2 separate regions of the Rattus norvegicus genome follow, and region 1 is linked to region 2. A link is a contact called in public Hi-C data. All regions are on one chromosome and are shown on one strand. Each heading gives the region's core, a stretch centred on a gene start, on an enhancer-like site or on the middle of the called end of the contact. The rest is flanking DNA. Distances are from core to core; before and after follow the strand shown.

Region 1 (2,700 bases), core at 124-2,623, 41 kb after region 2:
ACCCTCTTGGCTTTGCCATAGATGCTACCTCTGAAAGTTTGGGGTATGGTTGCTGGTCACCAGTGTCCCCAGGGGTCATTTCTGATTACTGAGGGGAGCTGGAGGTTTCTGGGTTCAGATGGTCTTTACTGTGGTGATCGCCTCCGTCTTGGTTTGCTGGCTTTCCTAATCTTTATACTTGGCCCCAACAACCTGTCCTTGGGTTTTTCTGGTTTTGGGTTTTTTTTTTTCTGACCAGTGAAGACATGGACTTGGCTTTGGCAATAGGGATAGTATGTCTAGCTAGATGGCCCTCTGAGGGCTTTGCTCCCTAGCTGACCTAACTCCACCTCCTCCCACGAGGCCTTGTCATAGCCTTGTTTCTCAACAGGGACTCTGGCACTGAAGGACCCTAGTTCTTACTGAAGTGTAAGAGCTATTAAGAAGCTTGGCCTGGTAGAAAGTAGGTAGATTATGGGGTTCCTGTGAAGGACTCTAAGGGCTTTTGCCAACCTTACACCCACTGCCTCAGGTCAAGATTAGGCCAAGTTCCATTCTCCACCCACAGCTCTTGGGAGGAGCAGGGACATTTTTGAAAAACTACAGAGTGTACTGATAGTCACCTGGCCCTCCGATCCCAGATAGAGCTCGAATGCATGTCATATGCTTGCTAGTCAATAGGTCCAAAGGTCAATATGCTTAGCCAATAAGTTTAAACTGTAAACTTAACAGGTTGCTGTTGTAACCTGTACCCCTAAAAAGTATAAAAACTGCTTATAGCCATTCGGGGTCACCTTCTAGTCACTGGCCACAAGGGGCTGATTGAAGGTCGACCCCGACAAGCAGGAAAAGTAAACGTCTTGCGTTTGCATTGAACTCCATTCTCATATCTCACTTGGGGGGCGGGGTGTCTCCCAGTAGTTAAGACTCATTTCAAGTCTTACTGCACCTCCCCCCCAACAGTCAGGGAAAGAGTCCCCATGAAGATGTCTGCAGACACTCCTCTGGAAAGATATCTTTGCTTCTGTGTAGAACACGAATATCTCCAGGAGGAGGGTCTCATGGGTATAGGAGAGTGTCTACCCAGCATCCAGGGAGCACAGCCTCAAGACTCCCCTCGTGGGATAGTTTTTATATCCATATGATTCTCTCTCGGAGCAAGTGAAGCAATGGGGTCAATTCCTTTCAGTCTATACTGTTGCTTAGCAAGTAGTCCAAAGTCCAGGTCAAATCATGGTCCCCCTGCCCCTTGGTTCACTTTCCTGGTACAAAACAATTCTGGTTCTTAAGGTCAGTGGGTGTGTTCTAAACAGAAAGGGACAGCCAAGGTCCCAAAGCAGGCCCTTAAGAGGAGACAGCTGGAAGTAACCTTAGCAACGGCTGCAGAGTTGTCCTGGGAAACCGAAACCTAAGGCCAGAGTTTCTCGGAAATCCCCTGACTTGGGGGGTGAGGGGAACTCTTATCAGCTAATCCTTGTTTTTCTAAAAAGTCATCATCTGCCACAGGCAAAAGGATATCTACGCATAAACTGGCCGATTGCAGCAGCAGACACGTCCCGGGGACCCTGTTCTCTCCAAGGCAGGAAAACAAATCCGAGAGGAAGGCATCTGCCCTTCAGCTTTCAGGATCTGGGACAACCGGACCCACTGGAAACATTGTCCTGTAGAGTCGTGGAGGCGGCCTTGCTGCTTGACAGTTCCGGCAAAGCTGAGCAGATTGCTACCATAGCTGTCCCTCATTCTCTAGCTTTGGGGGTTTGGTCTCTGCGTGTTGCGTTCTTGGGGACTTCCTGACCACTGTTTGGAAGTCTTCTTTGTGCCCTGGAGGTCACTGAGCACCAATAAGGACATACCTAGAGGAGGCTGTTACTCCAGAAACCTGCGTGGGGTGTGTTGGTAACAGGAACCGGCTTGCAGATCACCTCTGAACCCAGCCATGGTGACACAGGCGACAGGGACCTGTGCTTCTGTTGCCATGGCAATGGTCATACCTTCCCAGCGTCCATTTGGTTTACCTCCCAAACCTGAGAGTGGTTACATTACAGCCTAAATAAAAGGCAGACCCTTCATGACCTTCACCCTTTCTTCTCTCTCTTTCCCCCCTTTGTCTCTATTACCCCTCCTCCCCACCCCACCCCCACCCCCGTGCGCAATAAACCTCTCTTATGAGGAACTACATTGGCCTGGTGTGGTCTATCTTGGTGTGCTGAGATTTGCAATTCTATCACAACAGGGTCCTCTCCTGTCCCCCCAACTAACTCAAACAGAATAATTGACACAGGGTAAACAGACAATTGACAAACTCTAACTGGCCCGGAGAATAGGTAATGGATTCAAGGTTTCTTTTTATTATAGGTTTAAAGGTCTCTCTATAAATTTAGTTTAAAGATAAGGGGTCCGTACGTACAGGGCACACTCCTGAACAAGTAACACTCAGTAAGTTAGATTGACTAAAGTAAACTTTCCCTAGCTTGTAGCATACACGACAAAACATACAGTAAATGGTGTTAATATTTTATGCTCATTAAAAGACTTTGTTCTGGGAACTTGTATAAACAAAGTGCCTGGTTGCTAGTCAGTAGAGAGATTCCCCTGACCTTAGCACCTGACTCCCTCCCTCCCTCCCCTCTCTGACTCCTTATCTCCTCTAAGGCCAGGGCTGTCCTGTCAACACTCTCCAACTCTCCCCTCCATGCCCCGGAAGTCCCCAGGGAAGGATCT
Region 2 (2,816 bases), core at 45-2,544:
CCTGCAAACAGTTGAGGACATGAAGATGGTTTACCCTGCATAGAGAAGATGTTCTCATGCAGAAAATGAAACCCACTCACAGAATAGGTAGTTGGGCTTGGAACAGATGGGACGCAGGCAACAGAGTAAAAAGATACATGAGCTAACTCTGGTTCTGATCCTAGCTCCAACACTTAACTTGTTGCAACCTTCAACCACACTCCCTACTCCTCTCAGAATTTAGTGTTATAATCTTTTTAAATGAGAGGGGTGTGGTACTATCTAATAATATGTAATTTTAAACTGTACACAAAATAATTGAAAGTAAGAAGAGATAGGCTGATGCTTGACCAGTTAGTTACTACAGAAGTCATTTTGAACACGGAGTAAGAGTCTGAGAGAGTGTGGTTTTTTTTTTTTTTTTAAAACAAGTGCACTGTGCTTTCTTCCCTAGTAGAACCAGAGAAGTCCCATTTCTATTCTGGCCTTCGCCAGATAGGTTAAAACCCGGGAAGTCTAGGTTCCAGCCCCAGCACTGTGTAAAACCGTATATAGTGGGTATCCAGCCCTCGGAAACGGAAGTAGGAAGATCAGGAGCTCAAAGCCAGCCTTGGCTACACAAGACCCTGTCTTTAAAGTCTGGAAGGCAGTTATGCATGACTCTATGCATGACTCATCTGAGTGAAAGTGGCTTCACATTGGCCCTCTTTATATGAAAAAGAATATTGTGGAGAGCATTAGGTAAAACTCGATTCAAATCTGGATCCTGGACTTGCCAACTCTGAGTGTTTGCTGAACATCTCTGTGCCTCAGTTTCCTTAACTACAATTTGAGGATAATGAGATATTTATCCCACCTGGGTTGTCATTGAAGAATACGAAATAGTGACGTACATCAAAAATCACTTAACATGGCGTCTGTGTGGAGGCACGTTGACTCGCAGGCAAGGATCGCCCAGCAGTCTCTGGTATGGGACGCAAAGCGACCCCCGACCCCCACCGCACCTCGGACCCACCTTGACGAGAGAACGGGAACGTCACTAGAAATAGGGCGCTGGGAGTGACCTGTACCGCTTCCAAGAGTCCCACGGGCACTATAGCCGATAGAGACTTCAAGGGAGGTTGCTGGGCCTTGATGCTTAAGAGAAGGCGTGAGCCATCGGGAACCAAGGCTGTAGAGACACCTGTGAGTCACTATGCTTCGGAGACAATGGGGAGACATCCGCAGCTAGCCAAGGCCTGCCAGCTCCGGATCCACAAAGAACACTCACCGCGGCAGTATCCTCACACGCCAGACCGCCTGCGCCAACCCGACCCGGAACTGCAGCAGCTCCTGCACTGCAGTTCCGGAGCACAGTTCCGGGGCGGGGCTCCTTGCACGCGTGCGCGTTGCAGAAGGAAGTCCCGCCTTTGTGCGGAAGCGTCTATCTGATTGGCACTCCCACAGGACTTGGGCCGGAACCTGGAGGGCTGGGCTAGGGTGCCCTGCGTAGCCTAGGATACGCTTCCTGTTTATGGCCTTGGCAGTGTTTCGGAGCTGTTTCCTCGACACTAGGGAGCGCAAGTGTCCGCGTAATCTTGGTCTGGTTTGCGTGCAATAGCATGTTATTGAGTAACTGACTACCTGGAGCCTTAAAACATTTCTTTATCTAATTTACAAACCACCCAAGCCTGTATTGAAGGGCCATGTTCTCCGGTTCGGTAGTGCCTTCCTACCTCACAGAACTGGTCAAGATGGAACTGCCTGTCTCAAACGCAACTTTTAGACCCGGACAAAATAGGCTTAAACATTAATTAGATTAAATTAACAAGTTTCTTAAGGGCTATGAGGATACACAAGAATAAGAAAACAGAATAGGAGCCAGATAGTGATGGCACATGCCTTTAGTCCCAGCACTTGGGAGGCAGGAAGATCACTTAAGTTCGAAGCCAGTCTGGTCTAGAGAGCAAATTCCGGGACCTTAGAGTGAAGGAAATCCTGTAAACTACACATCAGAATGTGGTTAACTAGGCAGGAAAAAGCATTCAGAAATCGATAGCAAAAGGACACTTTTAACAAAATGGGCAATAAACCTAAATAAGCATTTCTCAAAAGGTACAAGAAAAGATGCTCAGTGAGCCTCTAGTCAATAGGATAATGGAAACTAGAGCCACAGGTAGACATGGCCTCACTGCAGTGAGAATGCTGACCAGTGCTGACGGACATGACTGTTGGCTAGGGGGCTGTTGGGACAGGGAACGAAGCCTGGCACATCGTTGTGGGATGTAACTAAGTACAGCCATCATGGAAATTCCTGAAGAGTGAGAAACTAGAACTACCATCTGCTCAGAATGTATGCCTGTGACCAGGAATATATCCAAAACAAGTGAAGTCTGTCGAAAAGAGACCCACAGTCCTGCATGCATCAAACACTTCAAGATAGCCAAGAAATGAACAGAGCCATCAGCCAATGAGTGGATTCATTCAGGGAATGTGGTGCTCAAGCAGAGTAGAATAGTATTTGTTCAACCCCTCCACCCCCCAAAAAAAATCAAAACTGAGAACTTCTGCTAGAATGTGGATACAACCAGAGATCACAATGTCAAGTCTAGTAAGTCTGGGCAGAAAAATGGTACTTAATTTGTATGGACACCAACATGGTACAGGACTCCTGCGGACCCTGACAATGTTGGTAATGCACTAAACAGCTATGGAAGTCAGGGACCGGGGAGGATGAGGAGAGAAGAGAAGGGGCAGGTACTTGTTCTAACCAGAAGTGAGAGGTTCCAGTATGAACTGCACCACAGTGTCTACAAATAATAGTCATTCCCTTTATTTTCAAAACGTCGCTACAACTG

Evidence for each region. Hi-C and Micro-C count contacts between places; a contact is called where the count stands out from the background.
Region 1: a contact with region 2 is called in a Hi-C map of liver, with 7 times the contacts expected there. The contact joins the enhancer-like site here to the promoter of Ddx24 in region 2. A contact is called at or near these places in 12 of 12 Hi-C or Micro-C datasets (the A7r5 cell line, the Rat2 cell line, Schwann cells and 7 more) and 1 of 1 datasets of contacts at active chromatin or transcription factors (oligodendrocytes).

What each region holds. Positions count from the first base shown.
Region 1 is chr6:128,385,843-128,388,542 of GRCr8, forward strand. No RefSeq gene overlaps it. Among named protein-coding and RNA genes, the nearest start is that of Ifi27l2b, 22 kb to the left of the region's middle. Within about 2 kb of position 1,374, at least 26 of the 93 cell types and tissues checked have an H3K27ac peak or open chromatin away from gene starts, as enhancers often do. A contact at or near this core is called in hepatocytes and liver, where this site is marked.
Region 2 is chr6:128,345,421-128,348,236 of GRCr8, forward strand. It overlaps Ddx24 (DEAD-box helicase 24), which reads right to left and starts at 1,295. Exons shown (of 9, transcript NM_199119.1): 1 at 1,250-1,295.